Linked DNA regions of Mus musculus: region 1 is linked to region 2. A link is a contact called in public promoter capture Hi-C data. All regions are on one chromosome and are shown on one strand. The core of a region is the stretch at or near the end of the contact, and the rest is flanking DNA. Distances in the headings are between cores, read along the strand shown.

Evidence for each region. Promoter capture Hi-C pulls out the DNA fragments that hold promoters and counts their contacts.
Region 1: a contact with region 2 is called in a promoter capture Hi-C map of liver, with 2.5 times the contacts expected there. The contact joins the promoter of 2900089D17Rik here to the promoter of Rnf216 in region 2.

The regions. Positions count from the first base shown.
Region 1 is chr5:144,254,321-144,259,792 of GRCm38.p6, forward strand. It overlaps 2900089D17Rik (a long non-coding RNA gene), which reads right to left and starts at 1,835. Exons shown (of 3, transcript XR_868683.3): 1 at 1,759-1,835. Bri3 (brain protein I3) reads left to right here and starts at 905. Exons shown (of 3, transcript NM_018772.4): 1 at 905-1,199; 2 at 1,490-1,592. The coding sequence starts at 1,058. Gm38675 (a long non-coding RNA gene) reads left to right here and starts at 4,161. Exons shown (of 2, transcript XR_868679.3): 1 at 4,161-4,248.
Region 2 is chr5:143,109,294-143,114,373 of GRCm38.p6, forward strand. Rnf216 (ring finger protein 216) reads right to left here and starts at 3,727. Exons shown (of 17, transcript NM_080561.4): 1 at 3,606-3,727.

The DNA.
Region 1 (5,472 bases), core at 585-3,084, 1.1 Mb after region 2:
GAGACTGCATGGGCCTGTGTCAGACCATGGTCCTCTCCTAGGGAGCCACATCGCCATGCTGTACACTCAGCAAGTTTGCGGTCAGGCTGCTAAAAAAAAGTTGGAGAACCTGAAGGAAGCGCCGCAGGTGCTTAGAGTTTAGGGTTCTCCCAAGCAGGGCAGTTATTTCTAATTAGTGGCCACAGCCCCTGAAAGCGAAAATTAATCAAAAGAGGAGGAGGAGGAAGGCTCAGCAGTTGAGTAGGCTTCAGTGGGTGAGCGTACTCAGTTGTTTTCCTTCCTACACCCAAGGATGTGTGGGCAGTGATTGGGAGGGGCTCGCCTGGTCCCTCCCTGTGGGTGGTGACCCGGGTGCTGGGTTGGGCAAGGGGAGGATTTGGGCGTGGAGGGGCAACGAAGTCCATAGTTTAGGAGGTAAAGGTGAGAGGGTTAAGAGTTCCAGGCCAGCTTGGGCTACATGAGCCTAGGTCCAAAACAAACAAACAAACACAGAAAAACGGTGGAGGCGCCTGCTGCAGAATCTGTCAACCAATCTATCTCAGGACCCATATGGTGGAAAGCAGGAACCCACTCTCGAAAGTTATTTATTCTCTGGCTTCCAAATGCGTGCCCACTCATATAAACACACCCTCCCCCCAAATAATTGTAACAAACATTATTATTATTATTTTTAGAAAAAAAGCAAAAGCTAAAGGAGGCCAGGATCTTGTTGGGTCTCCGGCCGTGGCCGGGAGTCAGAACTTCTCTGGAAGTCCAAGATCCATTGTGGGGCGGGACTGAACGAGGACAACACCCCGCCAGCGGCAGCCGCTGAGGCGTCTTTAAGACGCCCTCGCCCAAACCCCGCCCACAGCCCCGCCCCGCCCCGCCCACGTGACCCCGATCTTGTGACCGGCGGGAGGGCGGGGAACCCTTGGCGCGCCCGCCCCGCCCGGCGCGCGCCTCACTGGGCCGAGCTGCCCGGGACACCGCCGTCGCCGCTACCGCCGCCATCCCCGCCGGGCCGAAGGAAGCGAGCCGGGCCGGAGCTGGCGGGCGCGCGGCCCCGGGGGCCGCGATGGACCACAAGCCCCTGTTGCAGGAGCGCCCGCCCGCCTACAACCTGGAGGCCGGCCAGGGCGACTACGCGTGCGGCCCGCACGGCTACGGGGCCATCCCCACCGCGCCCCCGCCGCCGCCCTACCCCTACCTCGTCACAGGTGGGCCCGCAGCTCTTCGGGGTCCCCGAACGGCCTCCGGGCCAAGCACCGCGCTGTCCCCGGCGCGGGCCTGCCGGGGGGGCAGCTGCTACCCGGAGCGCCCTGCCCGGCCAGGCCCTGCCCCGGTGGCCGTGAACTTAGTGTCGGAGGGTTCACACTTGGCTTCTAGAGCCCACCCGCAGGCGCGCTCAGCCCCGTTGGAGGCGGGGAGGACGGGGGCTAAGGGGGAGGGAGGGAGGAGAGGAGGAGGGCCGAGTCGCCCGGGGCTGATCAGCACTCCGCTCCCACAGGGATCCCCACCAGCCACCCCCGGGTCTATAACATCCACAGTCGAACGGTCACCCGGTATCCTGCCAACTCCATCGTCGTGGTCGGAGGCTGCCCGGTCTGCAGGTAAGTCTCTAGCCTGGGGGTGGGGGGTGGCGGCGGAGAACGCACGTGCCGGAATCTTGCAAAAGGCCAGCGGGGGTGGGATGGGGTGGGGTCACAGCCCGGCTCCTGTCTCAGAGGGAAGTCCCGCAGGGGAGGGACTGCAGTGGGAGAAGGTGGGGTCACTCACCCCTGGCTCTGAATTTACTTTATGCGGCAGAAGGATGGGTTCCCTTTTCTGTGGGGAGTTGAGTGCATTTGGGAGGCATGGCACCCGGAGTGCGTGGGACGCAGGAATGTTAACAATGGAGACTGATGGTCTTTCCTCCCTAGTACTGGAGATCCGCAGCGAATCAGGGTTTGTTTTGTTAGGTTTTTTTCCTCCAGTTTCCGCAAGTGTGTCCAGTACTAAGGAGATATTGGGACTTGAGTCCGCAGGCCAGTATGCCAAAGGACTTAGGAGATCCAAGTGGCCAGCAGAGAGCAAAGGCTGTGAGGGTGCAGAATGACGACCAGGGCTTAACAACTCCTGGCCACTAGCTGGCCCAGGAGGAAACCCCGTGCTTCTTTGTTCCGGGCTGGAGTGGTTTTGTTGTTGTGGCTGTTTTACCCTCAAACTGGAGCTGACAGAAACTTTGTGGGGACTTTATGGAAGGTGAGAGATGCAGCCAGGCTCATTCTAGGCAGGCTTTGAGGATTCGGCTTCCAAGTTGGACTTGGCCACTCACCCGGGGATGGGCCAGGTACAGCTCGTGCAGGGCAGGGTTTCAGCCTTTGTCTGGCAGGGGGAAGTTCCAAGTCTCTGAGATGGAATTAAGAAACCCTTGTTTGGACTTAGCTTTCGTTTCAAAAGTGTGTGTCAGAGGCGCAGAGTGGAGCCATAAGGAAGTTAATGATTTTGGAAACTTGCGAGTGGCCTCACAAGAGATGACTGAGGGTGGAAGACACTGGACCCTCGGTTGATCATGTGCTTGGGGGAAGAAGGCTGAAGGCCAGTTAGTTAGAGTCCTCCTTCAGGGACCCAAGTGACTTGGCTTTTGGAGCTGGTGCAGGGGAGAGGAGTGGGACTCAGCTGCTTCCTCTAGCTGTAGATGGGGTGGCTCTCTGATAGCTTGGTCTTGCTGGCCGCCTCTCTCTCTGCAAGCTTTCCACCTGAGGGCTTGAGGCACACCAAAGAGGGAGCATAGACTGGGAGGTGGTCCTAGCTTGTTGAGCCAAGGGGATTAGTATAGGGTCTCCTGTGCAGAGAGAGAGCCACTGGGAACAGAAGGGGGTTAGTTGTATGGAGGTGGGAGACTTCCTGTGTGGCCTTGAGGCTAGTCCCTGCATGGGAATTCTCAGAGCCCTGAGGATGGGACAAATATTAGCTGAACTCTCAGATTTAAGGAGAGGTCTCATAGGGGTAGGTGGCAAGCAGGCAGGAAGGTGGGGAGAGGCATAGCAGTGCAGGGGGCTCACTAGGATTTCATGTCTGCTTGTTCCAGCAACCAGATCCTGGCCCTACCACAGTCAGCTGGGTTTGTTTCTGTTTTTTTTCCTCTCCCCCAGTGGACAGGAGTGTTCCCATGAGGCTCTTCTTGGACCAGACCCCTGAACTTGGGGGTTGGGGTGTGGGGGGACGGACAGCAGGGCAGTATGGCTGCTATAGTCTGGGGCCAAGGCAGTCAAAATCCTAGACTGTGGAGTGTCCCACTGCAGTCTGGACTGCTGCTGGTGGAGAACACTTTCTCTGAGACTTTCCCTGGGAAGTGAGTTGTTTTGTAGGCTTGTGGCTTCTGCTCATGGGCTCTTCAGTCCTGTAGAATCTGGGACAAGGTCAGGCTGTGCCACTGCCCTCACAGGAAGGTCTTGGGCTCTTGTGTTGCAGCCTGTGGATGGAGGCGTCCAGTATTAAGGAACCTGGGTCCTCCGAGGACAGGTTTGAGGGTACCTGATCCTTGAAGTAGTGACCACTCTTCACCCCCCCCACCCCCCCAGGCTGTTATGCACACCTGGATCCCTGCAGGTGTGTTCACAGTGCCCTCTGCTGCTAGCCCCTGGCTTTTCAAGGCTGATCAGTACAAAAGCAGGCATGCAGGATGTTGGGGGGTGGGGGGGCTCCCTCTCCAGGAGAGCAGCACAGGAGGGGGGCCAGCTTTGCCTTTGGTTTAGGGAAAGAGTGTGTCTGTTTTTGGGGTTGGGGCAAAGGTGTTCCCCTGTAAACATCTGAGCCCTCCCCTGCCTGGTATGTTAGGTCTGAAAGAGAGGACACTTCTCATGTGACTAAGCTTTCTCCCTTCCAGATGTGGCCTGCCGGGCCCTGTCCTGTCTTTCCCTAGTGGCTTGGCAGGAATTTGTCCAAGTCACACGTCTGTGATTCCCTCTGAGTGAGACTTGGCATAAGAGGCCGGTGTCGCTTGTCACGTTGCCATTCTGTCTGAGTCGGAGTTAAGCAGCCTGACTCCGGTTCCTTTTATAGACATTTGCAAGAAGCAGTTCTCTCACCCCCAGTGGATGGGGCTTCTCTCAGGCCCCCCAGGCTTCCGTGCCCCACCTCCAGCAGTCCTGTGTCCGTGAAGGTCCTGGGTCTCTGAGGCGGGTGTGTGCATTCCAGCGGCTGTGGGTTGTCCCTAGATGCAGGGCAGGTGAGGCCGTGCCCCCGGAGGGAGCACAGGTCACCCGTGGAATGTGCATGCACAGGGTGAGTGGCATGGCTGTGAGTACAGAGCCTGCCAGGCACAGGTTCCTCGTGCACTGCCTGGGCTGTTTGTTTTTGTTACTGCGGATTTAGTTTCTTAGTTTCGGAGGTGACCAGAGAGACTAGGGAGAAAGGTGGGAGGGTGGGGTCTGGGTGCTGCACTGGGTAGCTGCTGTGAAGGCTGTTTAGGAAAGCCCCTGTGGGCCTGCTGAGGAGGGTCAGGGGAAGATGGGGCAGTGGCAGCTTTAGGCTTCGAAGAAATGGTGGGTGGGGGAAGGGCTGCTCTGCCCTGACTGTGGCTGAGGAAGGGGGTGAAGGAGCTGACCACGCCTGGCAGGAGGTGGAGGCTGGTGTCCTGGCTGTGTGCTGGTCAAGGCATGCAACCTGAGGGAAGCCCAGTTGGTCTCCCAGCTCTGGCAGTGTGGTACAAAGCTGAGGCTTGGAGCTGGAGGGCACATGCCCTTGCCCTCTTTCCCCCACTGTGAACACTTGAGGCTATGCCTGACAGTTTTGCCTTTGAGATCTGTGCCCAAGTGACAGGATATTTCGAGTTTGGTCCCTGTGAACTGCCCACATGAGAGTGGAGCTCTCTGTTCTATGGAGATGCTCTCTGGAGTGGAGAGAGACTACTGCAAGCTTTCGCTTCAGTCGGTAGCTGGTGGAGAAAGTCCCTCCATCCCTTTTCCTGGGGGATGTTGCAGGTGGCTCCCAGGCCTGGGTGGTGCCCAGAACTCTGGGGCTTGGGAGAAATACTTGAGCAGCAGGAGGGCTGGGGCCAGAACCCGGGAGCCTGATTGTGCTTGGATCCCTGCCACCTTCCCCAGCTGCGTGGCCTCAGGTGCAGCTCCTATCTCCTCCACCTGTAAGATGCGGCCAGGTTGTACCTCTGGAATGGGGTGCTGTAAGGACGCAGGAGGGGTCAGGATAGTCCTTTCTGGATGAGTACTTGGTCTTGGGACCCTCCAGGATTACATGTCTTCCTGCAGCTCAGAGCTTCCCTGTCCCCGTCCTCTGCCCTTCTGCGAACCAACCTGTCTGGTAGATGTCAGGGTCAAGGGGCCACTTGTTCATGAAGCCTCCAGTCCAGGGTTAAAGAAGTAAAGCTTTTAAAGTTAGTCACGTTCCTAATTCTCTGTACTGTTTCCTCCCTTTCCGGGTGACCTGTTCAGGGTGGGGGAGAGGCCATCCAGGTGCTGCCAGGAGGCCCATATTTGAAAGAGTTGGAAC
Region 2 (5,080 bases), core at 2,477-4,976:
TTCAACTCAACTCTCTAGGAAACTATACTTAACATTAACATCTGCTGCTGGAACTCAAGTTCCAAATGCACAGCACCGTGCCTTACTCAAAGCTTCCAAAGTCTGGAGACAAGGCACCAAGAAGCTGATCTAAAAGACACTGTAAAGGTACAGCAGGATAATTAGAGGCAAGGATTGTGTAGCCATAACTGTCCTCTGAGAGGCTCCACCCAGCAGCTGACTGAAACAGATGCAGAGTCCACAGTCAAACATTAGATAAGAGTTCAGGGAGTCTTGTGAGAGAGTTGGAGGAAGGATTGAGGAGGCTGAAGAGGACAGGGACTCTACAGGAAGACCAATAGTCAACTCGGGATCCATGGGGACTTCCAGAGACTGAGCCATTAACCAAAGAGCAGACAAGGGCTGGACCTAACCCCACCCTATATGTAGCAGGTGTGCTGCACAGCTTGATCTTCATGGAGGTCTCTCAACAACTGGAGTGGGGGCTTACCCTGACTCTGTGGCCTCGATGTGGATACTGCTCCCCTAACTGGGCTGTCTTGTCTGGCCTCAGTGACAGAGGATGTGTGTAGTCCTGCAATGACTTGAGGTGCCAGGGTGGGCTGGTTCCTTGGGAGGAAACTCCCCCTTCTCAGGAGTGAAAGGGAGAAGGGAATGAGGCAAGGGGCTATGTGAGGGGGAACTAAGAGGAGAGGAGGGCTCAGATCGGGATATAAAGGGAATAAATAAATAAATGAATGGGGAAAAAAATCTAGCCATTGGATAGCTCCCACCCATGCTCATGAGAATGGCCCTGGTTAAACTCAGTGATTACAAAAGAAAACAAACAAAAAAATTCATGACTGTGGGAATGGGAAGTGTGTATGTGTGTGTGTGTGTGGGGGGGATTAATGGGGTAAGAGTCATACATGAAATTGTCAAGGAATAAATGTAATTTAAAATTTTTATAAATTGTGTAACTGAATTCTAGAACCAGCTCTGAACCTTTGTATCAAGTTATTTTTCAGCACCTCTCTTCCCCCTCCCCGGCAACAAAAGCTATTAGATTACTGACAGGACTAAGAAGAGCTATACCTAGCACTTAGCACCAAGTTTTGTACAGCTAAGGCTGGTGAATTAGCTCAATAGGTTAAGGGCACTTGCTGCCAAACCTGACCGACAGCCTGAGGAGCACGTCTGGAACCCATATGGTAGAGGGAAACTGACTTCCAAAAGTTGTCCTCTGACCATTAAGTGTACTTAAGTGTCCATATACATACTAAATGTTTCTTTAATGATTTATTTTTACTCATGTGTATTGGTGTTTTGCTTGCATCTGTGTAGTGAAAGAGTATAGGATCCCCCGGAACTGGAGTTAGACAGTTGTGAGCTGCCATGAGAGTTCTGGGAATTGAACCTGAGTCCTCTGGAAGAACAGCCCCTACTCAGGAGGCAGAGGCAGGAGTATCTCTGTGAGTTCGAAGCCAGCCTGGTCTACAAAGGGAGTCCAGGACAGCTGAGGCTGTTACACAGAGAAACCCTGTCTCAAATAAATAAACAAACAAACAGACAGGCAGGCAGACAAGATATGTTTTGTACAGATAATGTGACTACAAGCCCGGCAGTGGTGGTGCACACCTTTAATCCCAGAGCTTGGGAAGCAAAGGCAGGCGGATTTCCAAGTTCAAGGCCAGCCTGGTCTACAGAGTGAGTTCCAGGACAGCCAGGGCCACACAGAGAAACCCTGTCTCGAAAATACAAAAAAACAAAAACAAAAACAAAAACAAAAAAAAAACAAAAATGATGACAAGATGAGAATTCCTGTCTGGAAGGATCTAGAATACAGTAGAGCCCCAAGCACAGTAAACACAGAGCACATTACCTCATGCTGTAGTTAGTAAACACTCAGCAGACTTCATAAACCTTCAATCTCCCTGAGCCACACTTTATTAAATTCCTCCTCAAGAGCTTTTTACTAGCTGCTCTTGTCCTTTTTAGATAAGTCTAAAGTTGCTAATGCAAAAGGCTCACAGGTGTCCAAAAGCCAGGCTCAAGAGCCTCAGCAATCTCCTCAGGCTCACCATCCTTCTCTACCCTCAGAAGGCAGAGCTTGGCTATTTCTTAATTAGGATAAGCTAAGGTCATAAAAATACTGTCCTTCCCTCCAAGCAAGGGCAGTGACAAGCCCCTTCTCTACATGTTAAAATAACAAGCAGACGGAGCTTTCATAAGGTCACCGTTCATGGTGGGGATGAAAACTTGACCCTGATGCACACAGGCTCCTATACATACTCTTTCACCCTTGCTCTGAAGGAAAACACAATAAATCCATTAGTCTCACCCAAACCAAACCAAACAAACAAAAATCCAGCAAGGAAGCTGGGCGGTGGTGGTGGTGGCGGCGGCGGCGGCGGCGCATGCCTTTAATCCCAGCACTTGGGAGGCAGAGGCAGGCGGATTTCTGAGTTCTGAGGTCTACAAAGTGAGTTTCAGGACAGGCAGAACTGCACAGAAAAACCCTGTCGCGAAAAACAAAAAACAAAACAACAACAACAAAAAAATCCAGCAAGGAGTTGAGAGTGGAGCTCAAAGGTAGAGCGGCTGTTGAGTAGGAGAAAAATGACACATGCCTTTAATCAGGAAGCAGAGGCAAGCAGACCTCTGAGCTACATGCCCGCAAGGGCTACAGTTAGACTCAACAATAACAATAACAATAACAATAACAATAACAATAACAACATAATGGCAAGATGTGGTGGGGTGGCCTACACCAGGGCAGAGGCATGCAAATTCCTGAGTCCCTTGGGCCCAGCCTCTACTTTTCAGGTTTCAGGCTAGCCTCGGCTATGCAGAAAAATTAAAAAAAAAAAAAAAATGAAGAAAAGAAAAGAAACGAATCCAAGACAAACCCCAGCGGAGATGGCGTCCAAGACACTTAGCACAATGGAGAAGAGGATACCAAGTCATTGCACCCTTTGGAGATGCAAGGAGTTCGGGATCACCGAGGAGCCCCACGAGGGGCCGCCTCGTCCCCTCGAGCGTGGGTCTTGCCGCTCACCCCAGGGTGCCACGCGCACGGGAGCGCTCTCCGCTACCACGCACCGGGACTCCCGACTGCAGGAGTTTCAAGTCCCCTTCACTCGGGAGCTCAGACTGGGATGACAGGCGTCAACTTGGACTCCAAGGGGCCCCAAACTGGCCCGGGCTGGAGTTCGAAGTCGCCAGTCGGTCGCCTCTTCCGCTTCTCCAGGCCGCGGTGGGGAGCGCGGCCACCAGAGCGAGCCGCCAGAGAACCGTCTCTCAGCAGCTCGGCGCCCCCCGCGCAGCAGGCCGGCCCGAGAAACTTCCTCAAGTGACGGGAGGGGAGCCGGCAGGCCAGCGGTCGTCGGCGTCGCTCCCCTCCCGTCACCCCCCGCGCGGGTCCCCGGGCCCCCGGGGCTCGCGAGCGCGTCCCCCTCGGGCCCCGCCCCCACCCCGGTGGCGCCCCGGCGGGAGGCCACTCTCCTCGCTCGACCCGCAGCCCCGGGAGACCGCGCGCGCGAGCGCCCATCACGGACTCGCCCCAACACAGCCAGCCCAGCTCCGCGAGCGCGGCTCGACGCCCGGGAGTTCAGTCTCAAGTTCACCTGAAGAAGCAGCCGCTGGAAAAGCTCCCCCGCTGCGACCGCCGCCGCTGCGACCGCCGCCGCCGCCACCGAGGCCGCTACTGCGTTCCTTCCGGCCTCGCCACCGCGTCCACCTCGCGCCTGCGCGCAGCGCCCCCTCCCGACTAATAACAGGAAGAACCATAGAGGGACGCGGACAGTCGGGGAGGAGGGACCTGGAGAGCGAGACCATAGAGATGGGTGCCTAGCCGGCCTCCATCCAGGCTCCACGACTGCAGAACCTTGACTCCTCCTTGCTGTGGGAAGACAAAAGAACAGCTGAACCACAGGGTCACTGTAGCCGCCCCGATTTAGCTATGAAATCAACCGATTAATCACGTATCTATCCCCTCTTGAGGTGATGCTCTGTACCAGGTGAGAAAGGTAAAATGACCCAACTCTCCTCCCAAGGTATTTGGTGAAGAGTAAAAGTTCCAGCTCTGTTCAATCAAGGTTGGAGTGCTGGCCAGCGCTCAAGAGCACCGACCCAAATTTGATTCATGGAACCCTCATTGCAGCTCACAGTGGTCTGTAATTTCAGTTCTAGAAGATCCCTGACGATCTCTTCCAGCCTCTGTGGGCACCAAGCATGCAAGTTGTACACCGATATACATGCAGGCAAAACATGCATATGCATAAAATCAAAATAAAAAATAGAAATTGAATTTTTTTCAGCCAGGCAGTGATGGTCCACACCTTTGATCCCAGCACTTGGGAGGCAGAGGAAGCCCTGAGTTCGAGGCCAGCCTGATCTACAGAGTGAGTTCAGTATAGCCAGGGCTACACAGAGAAATCCTGTCTCAAAAAAAATTTTTTTTTAAATAAATAAAAAAACCTCAAGTTGTGTGTGTGGTTGTATGTGTGTATATGTATGTGTATGATGTATCTGTGTGCTCTGTCTGGGCTTCTATAGGTTGTGTATGTATAAGTGTGTGTGCTTGTGTGTGTGTGTATATGTTGTGTATGCTTGTGTGTATGAGTGTGTGTATGTGTGCTTATATGCGTATGTGTATATGGTGTGTATATGTAATGTGTGCCTGTGCTTGTGTTTATGTTATATATATATATATATATATATATATATATATATATATATATATATATGAATATGAGTGTGTGGTGTGCTTGTGTGTGTGTATATTATGTGTGCTTGTATATATGTGTATCTGTGCTCATGTGTGTATGTGTGCTCTGTGTGTCTGTGCTTATGTATGTTATGTGTGCTTGTGTGGATGTGCGTGTGTAGATATGCTTGTGTGTGTATGTGTGTATATGGTGTGTTTGTGCTCTGTGTGTGTGCTTGTGTGTATGTGTATATGTTATGTGTGTGCTCTGTGTGTCTGTGCTTATGTGTGTGTATGTTGTATACAAATGAGTGTATGACGTGCTTGTGTATGTTATGTGTGCTTGTGTGTATGTGTGTGTGTATATGCTTGTGTGTGTGCTCTGTGTGTCTT